3 separate regions of the Lactuca sativa genome follow, and all the other regions are linked to region 3. The links are chromatin contacts, called in public Hi-C maps. All regions are on one chromosome and are shown on one strand. Each heading gives the region's core, a stretch centred on a gene start, on an enhancer-like site or on the middle of the called end of the contact. The rest is flanking DNA. Distances are from core to core; before and after follow the strand shown. Region 1 holds the start of LOC111893141 (U-box domain-containing protein 4). Region 2 holds the start of LOC111904448. Region 3 holds the start of LOC111893135 (calcium-transporting ATPase 1).

Region 1 (2,700 bases), core at 105-2,604, 310 kb before region 3:
CCATACAAATATATATGTCAAAATGCATGAGAATATAACATGTGACAAAAAGATTTTTATTTATTAGTATGAATTTTATTGAGCATATATCTATATCGGACACTATTGTTTTGGTTAGGCTTTTATATATACCCCATATATATGTGACATAAGAAAAGATCATTCATGCAAAATATATCAAAAGTATATTTGTCCTTCCAAAGTGTGTCTCATTTCCAAGTTCAAATCAGCAGTACCAAGCCAAATGCCTTGCTGAGTCGATATTATGCTAAACTGTTATACAATTTGACCAAAGCTTTGCCTTTGAACTTTTAGATGCTGTTTGTTTTTTCGAAGCAAAAATCCATAAAGTCTGCGGACCACCTCTGCAATCCTCTGCAGTAGAAGAGGTGGACCAAACGGCTGCAGACTGTAATAAGAAGCGTGTTTGTTTTTTTAACATTTGCATGCTGCTGCAGATATTAAAAAATTAAAATAAACTGATTTTCGAATTCAAAAAATAGTTTTTTAATACCAAAAAATTAATAATGTATGACATTTCAGTAATAATTTATGATATTTCAGCAAAAAAAAATAATGATATTTTAACAAAAAAATAAAGATATTTTAGCATAAAACAATGATATTTCATCAACAAATTATTTTTATTCAATATAAAAAAAATTCAACAAGAGTAAAAAAAATAGAAATAAGATTTCAACAATATATAATCAATATTTTAACAAGAAAAAAAGAAAAGGAAGAGGTTGGAAGAGATAGGAAGAGGCAAAACAAGTGCTACGCCAAGAAAAACACGTGCAAATGTTTTTTAATTCGAAGATTTCTGAAAAATCAAACAACTGCGAGATTAAAGTGTTGCGCGTGTGCTGCGCCGCGCACCAATAAGATGTCTGAATAGTTTTTTTCCAAAAAACAAACAACACCTTAGTCTCCACCATCCCTTACCTAAAAGAACTAACAAAGGTCTCCACCATCACTTACCTAAAAGAACTAAGAATTAGTTTTAAGGGATGGATTGTTATGAGTAAACTGATTTGTTAACCAAGTCTTTAAATTAATGCCAGCTATTTTCTAATCACTGAAATGGTAGTCAATTACTTCGATCAAGCTTTCAGGAAGTTCATTAATGGATGAATTGATGGCAGAATGTTACAAATTATGTAGGCTCAACTCTCAAGTGACTCGAAAAGTCGAAATAAGCCAGAAGTCATTTACCTGTCTAAATATTAATGAAGCTTCCATGCACGCGTGTAGAAGGAAGGAGACCCACACCTTCCCACGTGTATGCTCTACTGGGAATAGATACGGTTGCGCACGTGTCATCTCGGGCCCTCCATTTCTTCTCCCCTCTTCTATTCTATATATCACCACCCCTCCATACCACTCTGTCTTCAGAATCCGTACAGAGTGTCCTTTACCCTAAACTATTACCTAAATTCAATCATTCACCGGTGTACCCAATACGAGTTTTTTTCCAATTCCGGCAACTGTTCTGATGATGGAGACGCAAATTCAGACCAATTACTCATACATGGGAAGAAATTTTAGCAACACAAATGATGATTCCACCGCTTTTAGTGATTGCAACAGCGACCGATCAGGTGAATTCCCGACGACCTCTTCGGAGAGCCGTCGTCTCCTTTTGTCATGCGCCACCGAGAACTCAGAAGATCTAATCCGGCAGCTTGTGTCTGGTCTCGAATCTGGTTCGGTTGAGGATCAGAAACAAGCAGCGATGGAGTTACGGCTCTTAGCGAAGAACAAACCGGAGAACAGATTGATGATCGCTAGAGCTGGAGCAATCAGGCCGTTGATTGCGCTAATCTCATCGTCCGATCCGCAGCTTCAAGAGTATGGAGTGACGGCGATTTTGAACTTGTCTCTATGCGATGAAAACAAAGAGCAATTGGCTTCTTCCGGAGCAATCAAACCGCTGGTTAGAGCGTTGAAGAGCGGAACATCAACGGCGAAAGAAAACGCAGCGTGTGCTTTACTTCGTTTATCTCAATTAGACGAAAACAAATCTGCGATCGGACGGTCAGGAGCGATTCCTTTACTTGTAAACCTTCTCGAAAGTGGAAACATCCGCGGGAAAAAAGACGCGTCGACGGCGTTGTATTCATTGTGTTCGGTGAAGGAGAATAAGATTCGAGCTGTAGAGGCGGGGATCATGAAGCCGTTGGTTGAACTCATGGCCGATTTCGGATCAAACATGGTGGACAAATCGGCATTTGTGATGAGTATTTTGGTATCCACGGCGGAGGCAAGGGCGGCGCTGGTGGAGGAAGGAGGAATTCCAGTGTTGGTGGAAATCATAGAGGTCGGATCACAGAGGCAGAAGGAGATAGCGGTGGTGATATTGTTACAGATATGTGATCAGAGTCTGGTGTACCGGACTATGGTGGCCCGCGAAGGAGCCATTCCTCCCCTCATCGCCCTGTCGCAATCTGGTACCAATCGAGCTAAACAAAAGGTTAAATTTATTCACTTTTTCAGTTTTTCTCCTATTATTACTTATTTTAAGACTTTACTATTTGATTATTTAGTGAAAAAGTATTCATACAATTACAAACTTATTTATTTTTCAATAACCTAATCTTTTACATAAAATGATTCACGAATATTCTCTTAACCCAATCCTAGTTTTAAATATTAACATCAAACATAGATTATTAATGAACCATGAATAAAATATTAAAA
Region 2 (2,700 bases), core at 59-2,558, 280 kb after region 3:
ACAAAACGAAAAAAACAATATTTGACGTTTGAAAATTGAAAAATAAAAAAATACCGTAGGTAATCTGTAGGTAAATAGCTATGAAATACCTACAGATTTCCTTTTTCTGTAGGCAATCCGTAAGTATTTACCTACAGATTACCTACATTTTTTTTTTCTATTTTTCAAGGATCAAATGTCGTTTTTTCCGTTTCATTTTTTTTCACAAGTTAATTATAGTATGATTGTTTTGTTTTGACCGAGTTATACATAACATAAACTTACAAACAAACTTATGCATCATTAGAACCCATTAGTCATTTAGAAGTTCTTTTTTTTTTTTTTTTTAAATCAAAGATATTTTCTAAACACAAATAGACATAAGTACACACATTACATACACACCATATGTATGTAGTATGTTTATTATATCGTGTATTTGTTTAATGATGTTAATTGTGGCTTAAAGACAAACATACATAGATTTTTGTTTATTATATATTAATGGTTTTTAATGATGCATACGTTTGTTTTGTAAGTTCATGTTATCTATAAATTGGTTAAAACAAAGAAATCAAAGTATAATTAAGTTGTGAAAAAAAACGAAACGAAAAAAACAATATTTGACCTTTGAAAATTGAAAAATAAAAAAAATACCGTAGGTAATCTGTAGGTAAATAGCTACGGAATACGTACAAATTACCTTATTCTTTAGGCAATCCGTAGGTATTAACTACAGATTACTTACTGTTTTTTTTTTTCTATTTTTTAAGAATCAAATGTCGATTTTTCCGTTTCATTTTTTTCACAAGTTAATTATACTATGATTGTTTTGTTTTAACCGAGTTATACATAACAAAAGTGTACAAACAAACGTATGTATCATTCGAACCCATTAGTCATTTAGAAGTTTTTCTTTTTTATTTTTTCTCATTTTTTTTATATTTTTTATTTAACCATGCAAAAATGTTCTTTTTTTGGTTCCATTTTTTAACACATAGTAAAATTAAAAATATAACTGCTAGTTAAACATATCAAAGTAAACTTATTTACAACTGATTTTATATAAACTATTATATTTTGAAATTTATTTGATTTAATCGGCAAAAAAAAAAAAATTTCGTTTCATTTTTTTAAAACATAATATATTTTTTTAATATAATTGCTACTTAAATATATCAAAGAAACATTATATAAAACTGAATTTTATATTAAGTATTATAATAAAACTTTTAAATATCATTGCTAGTTAATTATAATTTAACCATTTGGAATTAAAAAAAAAATAAAGGTACCAGTATATGAAAATTTTTACAAAATGAAAAAGAAATCAATTTATCAATTCCCTCCTTATCTCATCGTCGCATAGATCGGTTCCTGAAAGTCTGAAAGAAAAACCTAGCCCTACACCGGCGATTCCCCACCCCTGTTCCTGCACAGTTTCGCCGACCCACATTTGCTGCCCTCCGGCTGTTGCTGTTGTTGTCGCTGTCCCGCACCACCATCGACCTCCTCATACCGCCACAGTCCCTGCATCCGGCTGTCATTATCGCAAACCACCACCGACCCTGCCGCATACCGCCACCGTCACTGCCCCAACACCTCCATTAACGACACCTGAAGGTATGTAATGTGATTTCAGTTTGCTGAAACTTTTACAAAACTTCAATTGTTCAGCGTGTTATTAATTTGCTTCAACGAATGAATTATTGACTAGCCATAGATTATTTAGAGGCTTATGTGTCTTTCACTAGCCATAGATTATTTAGATTATTTACATCAATATGCAGTTATAGGCAAACAAACACACACCCAAATTGGATTATTTAGAGGCTGATGTGTCTTTCACTAGCCATAGAAGTATATTAACACACAAAATTTTATAGACAAAAAAGGACAGATTTGCCCCTGTCCCATACATTGGTGGGTCTGTAAACCACAACTCAAAAAAGACAGAATTGCCCCCGCCCAAACTCTCACCTTGTCCTCAAGGTGAAAGGAGGGAAATCGCCCACTAATTTCCTCATAATCTTCCCATGTTGCTTCAGAGTCCAGGAGATCCTGCCATTTGATCAAAACTTCATATGTCTCCTTGTTGTTCTCCAATTTCTTCCTGATTCCCTTAAGTTCTTCGGGTTGCATGGCCATTTCTAACTCTTCGTTTAGTTGGGCTGGAATATTAGAATTTGGAATTAGAACTCCGTGAGATCCAGCTATTATCACAAAAGAATGGAATAAAAAAACCTGCATTCAAATAAAAAGGGAACAAAAGTGTGCACAACAATAAAAAAGTAAAAAAGTAAAAAAGACTAAACTGCCCCTCTGTGATTCTCATGGATTATGTTCCTGTGAATAAAGATTTCAAAGTAAATTAGTTATTTTATACAATTTATTTGTTAACAAAATCTCAACCAAAACCACTATGGAGTACATATGTAATTATAAAAACAATCCATTTTTATGTTAATAAAAATATTTATATAATTGGATCCGAATATTTTCCAAACAGTTACGAAAGAATTTTTTTAACTTAAAAAATATTCTATAACATAAAATTGATTTGTCATATTTACTTAACCATATATAAAAATCTCATTATATGTATTTCCCTTTACCACTCATTAAGTAGGAATTTATATCGGTATGTTAATTTTTTAATAATATTTTTATTTATTAATTGTAAAACATTTTTTTTCTTATAACATCTTTTATTTTTTAATT
Region 3 (2,700 bases), core at 20-2,519:
TTTTAAAGCCTTGAGGGCAGCAAATCCCATAAGAACTCTGCAGCTAAGCGTGCCCGGATGAGAGCAATCCAGGGATGGGTGACCCCCTGGGAAGTTTTCTCGCCGGGAGCCCAAAGTGGACAATATTGTGATACGTGCCAGAAGGGGGATGTTACACAATAAAGTTTCATGCTTCATTTGGAGGGCCATTTTAGGTAGATTTCCATCAACTATGGCTTTGCAACGAAGGGATGTGTATCTTGATTCCACAACTTGCAAATATTGTTGCCATGAGGAGGAATGTGGAAATCACATTCTGGTTCAATGTCTGTTTGCTAGACTAGTGGTGGAGTGGGTATTTAAGTGGTGTGGTTTACAAGCTATTCATTTTAGTACAATAGCGAAAGTTATTGATTTTGCTGCAGCCGTGGGGGAATTGCCCAAAGAAGAGACGTATACTTCATGCCATTGTCTAAGGGATGTGGAGTATTTGGAAGGAAAAAACCAATAAAATATTTAACAACCGACGAATATCACCCACTAAACTGGCAAACATGATACAGTCCTTAGTATTCACTTAGATCAAATTTCGAGGAACAACCGTGGAAAAATGAACTGGATATTTGGTGTCTGATCATTTTCTTGTATTTAAGTCGTCTTTGCACTGTACTTCTCCCTCTCTAGCAAATTGCTAGAGTTGGGTTTCTTTTATTTTATACTAGATATACGGGTTGAGTAAAAAAAATAAAATATTAAAATGTAAATAATAACTATTTTTTAAAATAAAATTTTGAAATAAGAAGTGAAAATTTGAAATAAAAAACATATTAATTGCAATTTAGTATAATATTTATTACATTTAATAGTTTACATAAATAAGTATAATTATTATGTGGTTTTTCAATTTTAAAAATTGAAAAAAACTATAAATTAATATGTGAATATTATTTATTTAAAAAATATCACAAAATAACAAGTGTCAAAACTTATTAAAGATTGATACATGGTAAAATTATATTTATTTATTATAGTAGATTTATTATTTACTGGCCGGTTAAAAAAAAAAAAAACAAATCATGTTAACAACATGTCCTTTGTTTTTGTCAAAATAGTTCTAGAGTTTTAATAACATGTGTTTTGTTTTGGTCAAAATTGTTCTCCAAGTTTAATTGGACCGTCATCCCAATCAACCGGGAAGAAGACGCGGGTGTTCTGAAATCTGACCCTGACCCACCGCCCACGCACCATTTCTGGATAATCGGAGTTAAAAGTTAAAACCACACAACGGAGTTAGTGGAGTTGTGCGTGTATTTCTTGTAACCTAAAACTAAAGAAAAGGTCAACTCCCTCTCTCTCATTTTCAAAATATCCAATCACTTCAACTGTAATTTTATATTTTCATTCCATTTCGCTTACAAAATCCTCAAGGATCTACCTAATCGACGATCTAACACAAATCAATTTTTAATAAAGCCAGATCCGTAGTCTAGCACAGTACAAGCGAAGTGGCAAAAGATCTTCAGTTGTGTTTTGCTTTTCTGAATCTGATGCCATTTTGAAAAACCAAGCACCGGTTTCGTTGAAGCAGTAGCGATGGAGAGCTATTTGAATGATAATTTCGAGGTCAAGCCGAAGAACTCATCGGAGGAAGCGTTACAGAGATGGAGGAAGTTGTGTTGGGTGGTGAAGAATCGGAAACGACGTTTTCGTTTCACTGCTAATCTGTCCAAGCGTTTCGAAGCTCGTGCTATTCAACGATCCAATCTGGTTCATACTCTCTCTCTTTCACATCTGTTTTATTTTCGTTACCTATGTTCTGCGTTTGCTATTTAGCTTCTTGTGTTGAGCTTAAAGTGAATCTAGCCGACTGTTGATTTGTGGTTGGTTGGTTAATCGAGTTAACTGGAAGGTTTTGACCATTAGGAGACGCATCAGGGTTTTTGGGTTTCTATCAGTGATACAAACCAAGGCTTTTTCTACTACGGCAACGAAATAAATTCATGACTTATGTTAACTAAATTGTGAAGGTTGGATACAGCTCTCTGATATGATAATCAAACGGGAAAATACACTGCTGTTTACCTTCTTTTGAGCCATTTCATACTAGTAATTACTACATACAAGCAGCATTTTCTTAAATAAATTTCCTGTTCGAGGCTTATGTTGATTTGAGTGCATCTAGAGCAAGATCGAACTTATGGAATTACCTTAAAAACATGGTACCTTTAGGTTGTTTGGCTATATCCTATATGATCACCAGACCTATTTGTTTCCGAAAATATTGATAACATATGCATCTATCTTATTAAGCTTGAGATCTGAGGAGCTCAATCATCTTGTGGCTTCCATGTTATATAGTTCTGTTTGATGTAATTCATGCCTTTTTGCTGTGGAGATGTGTTTAAAAAGTTTCCTACTTAACCACATAACCGGTTAAATCCGATAATATGTGATTATTTATGATGGGAAATACATCAAAGTGTGTTTAGTTAATAGTTACTACTAAGAAAAGTATAACTTAGGTCCCATTATATATCAAAATTGCACATAGGTAGCTTTCCTTTAGACTTTTTCATTTCGTTTCTTTTTTAATGTGCAATTCAAGCTGTAACCCTGACATGAGGCTCTATCTGTAGGAGAGTCTACGAACCTTGATGCTGGTTTCACATGCAGCAATTCAATTTCTCAATGGTATGCATCTCCACATTGAAACTCCCACCT

Evidence for each region. A called contact is a pair of places that touch in the nucleus more often than the background predicts.
Region 1: a Hi-C map of leaf shows a contact between it and region 3, with 10 times the contacts expected there. The contact joins the promoter of LOC111893141 here to the promoter of LOC111893135 in region 3. A contact is called at or near these places in 2 of 4 Hi-C or Micro-C datasets (both in leaf).
Region 2: a contact with region 3 is called in a Hi-C map of leaf, with 8 times the contacts expected there. The contact joins the promoter of LOC111904448 here to the promoter of LOC111893135 in region 3. A contact is called at or near these places in 2 of 4 Hi-C or Micro-C datasets (both in leaf).

What each region holds. Positions count from the first base shown.
Region 1 is chr4:265,038,926-265,041,625 of Lsat_Salinas_v11, reverse strand. It overlaps LOC111893141 (U-box domain-containing protein 4), which reads left to right and starts at 1,354. Exons shown (of 2, transcript XM_023889207.3): 1 at 1,354-2,473. The coding sequence starts at 1,496. LOC128133318 (a long non-coding RNA gene) reads right to left here and starts at 1,351. Exons shown (of 2, transcript XR_008231811.1): 1 at 1,216-1,351; 2 at 43-452.
Region 2 is chr4:264,444,040-264,446,739 of Lsat_Salinas_v11, reverse strand. LOC111904448 reads left to right here and starts at 1,308. Exons shown (of 9, transcript XR_008231804.1): 1 at 1,308-1,602.
Region 3 is chr4:264,725,671-264,728,370 of Lsat_Salinas_v11, reverse strand. LOC111893135 (calcium-transporting ATPase 1) reads left to right here and starts at 1,269. Exons shown (of 7, transcript XM_023889202.3): 1 at 1,269-1,746; 2 at 2,616-2,670. The coding sequence starts at 1,573.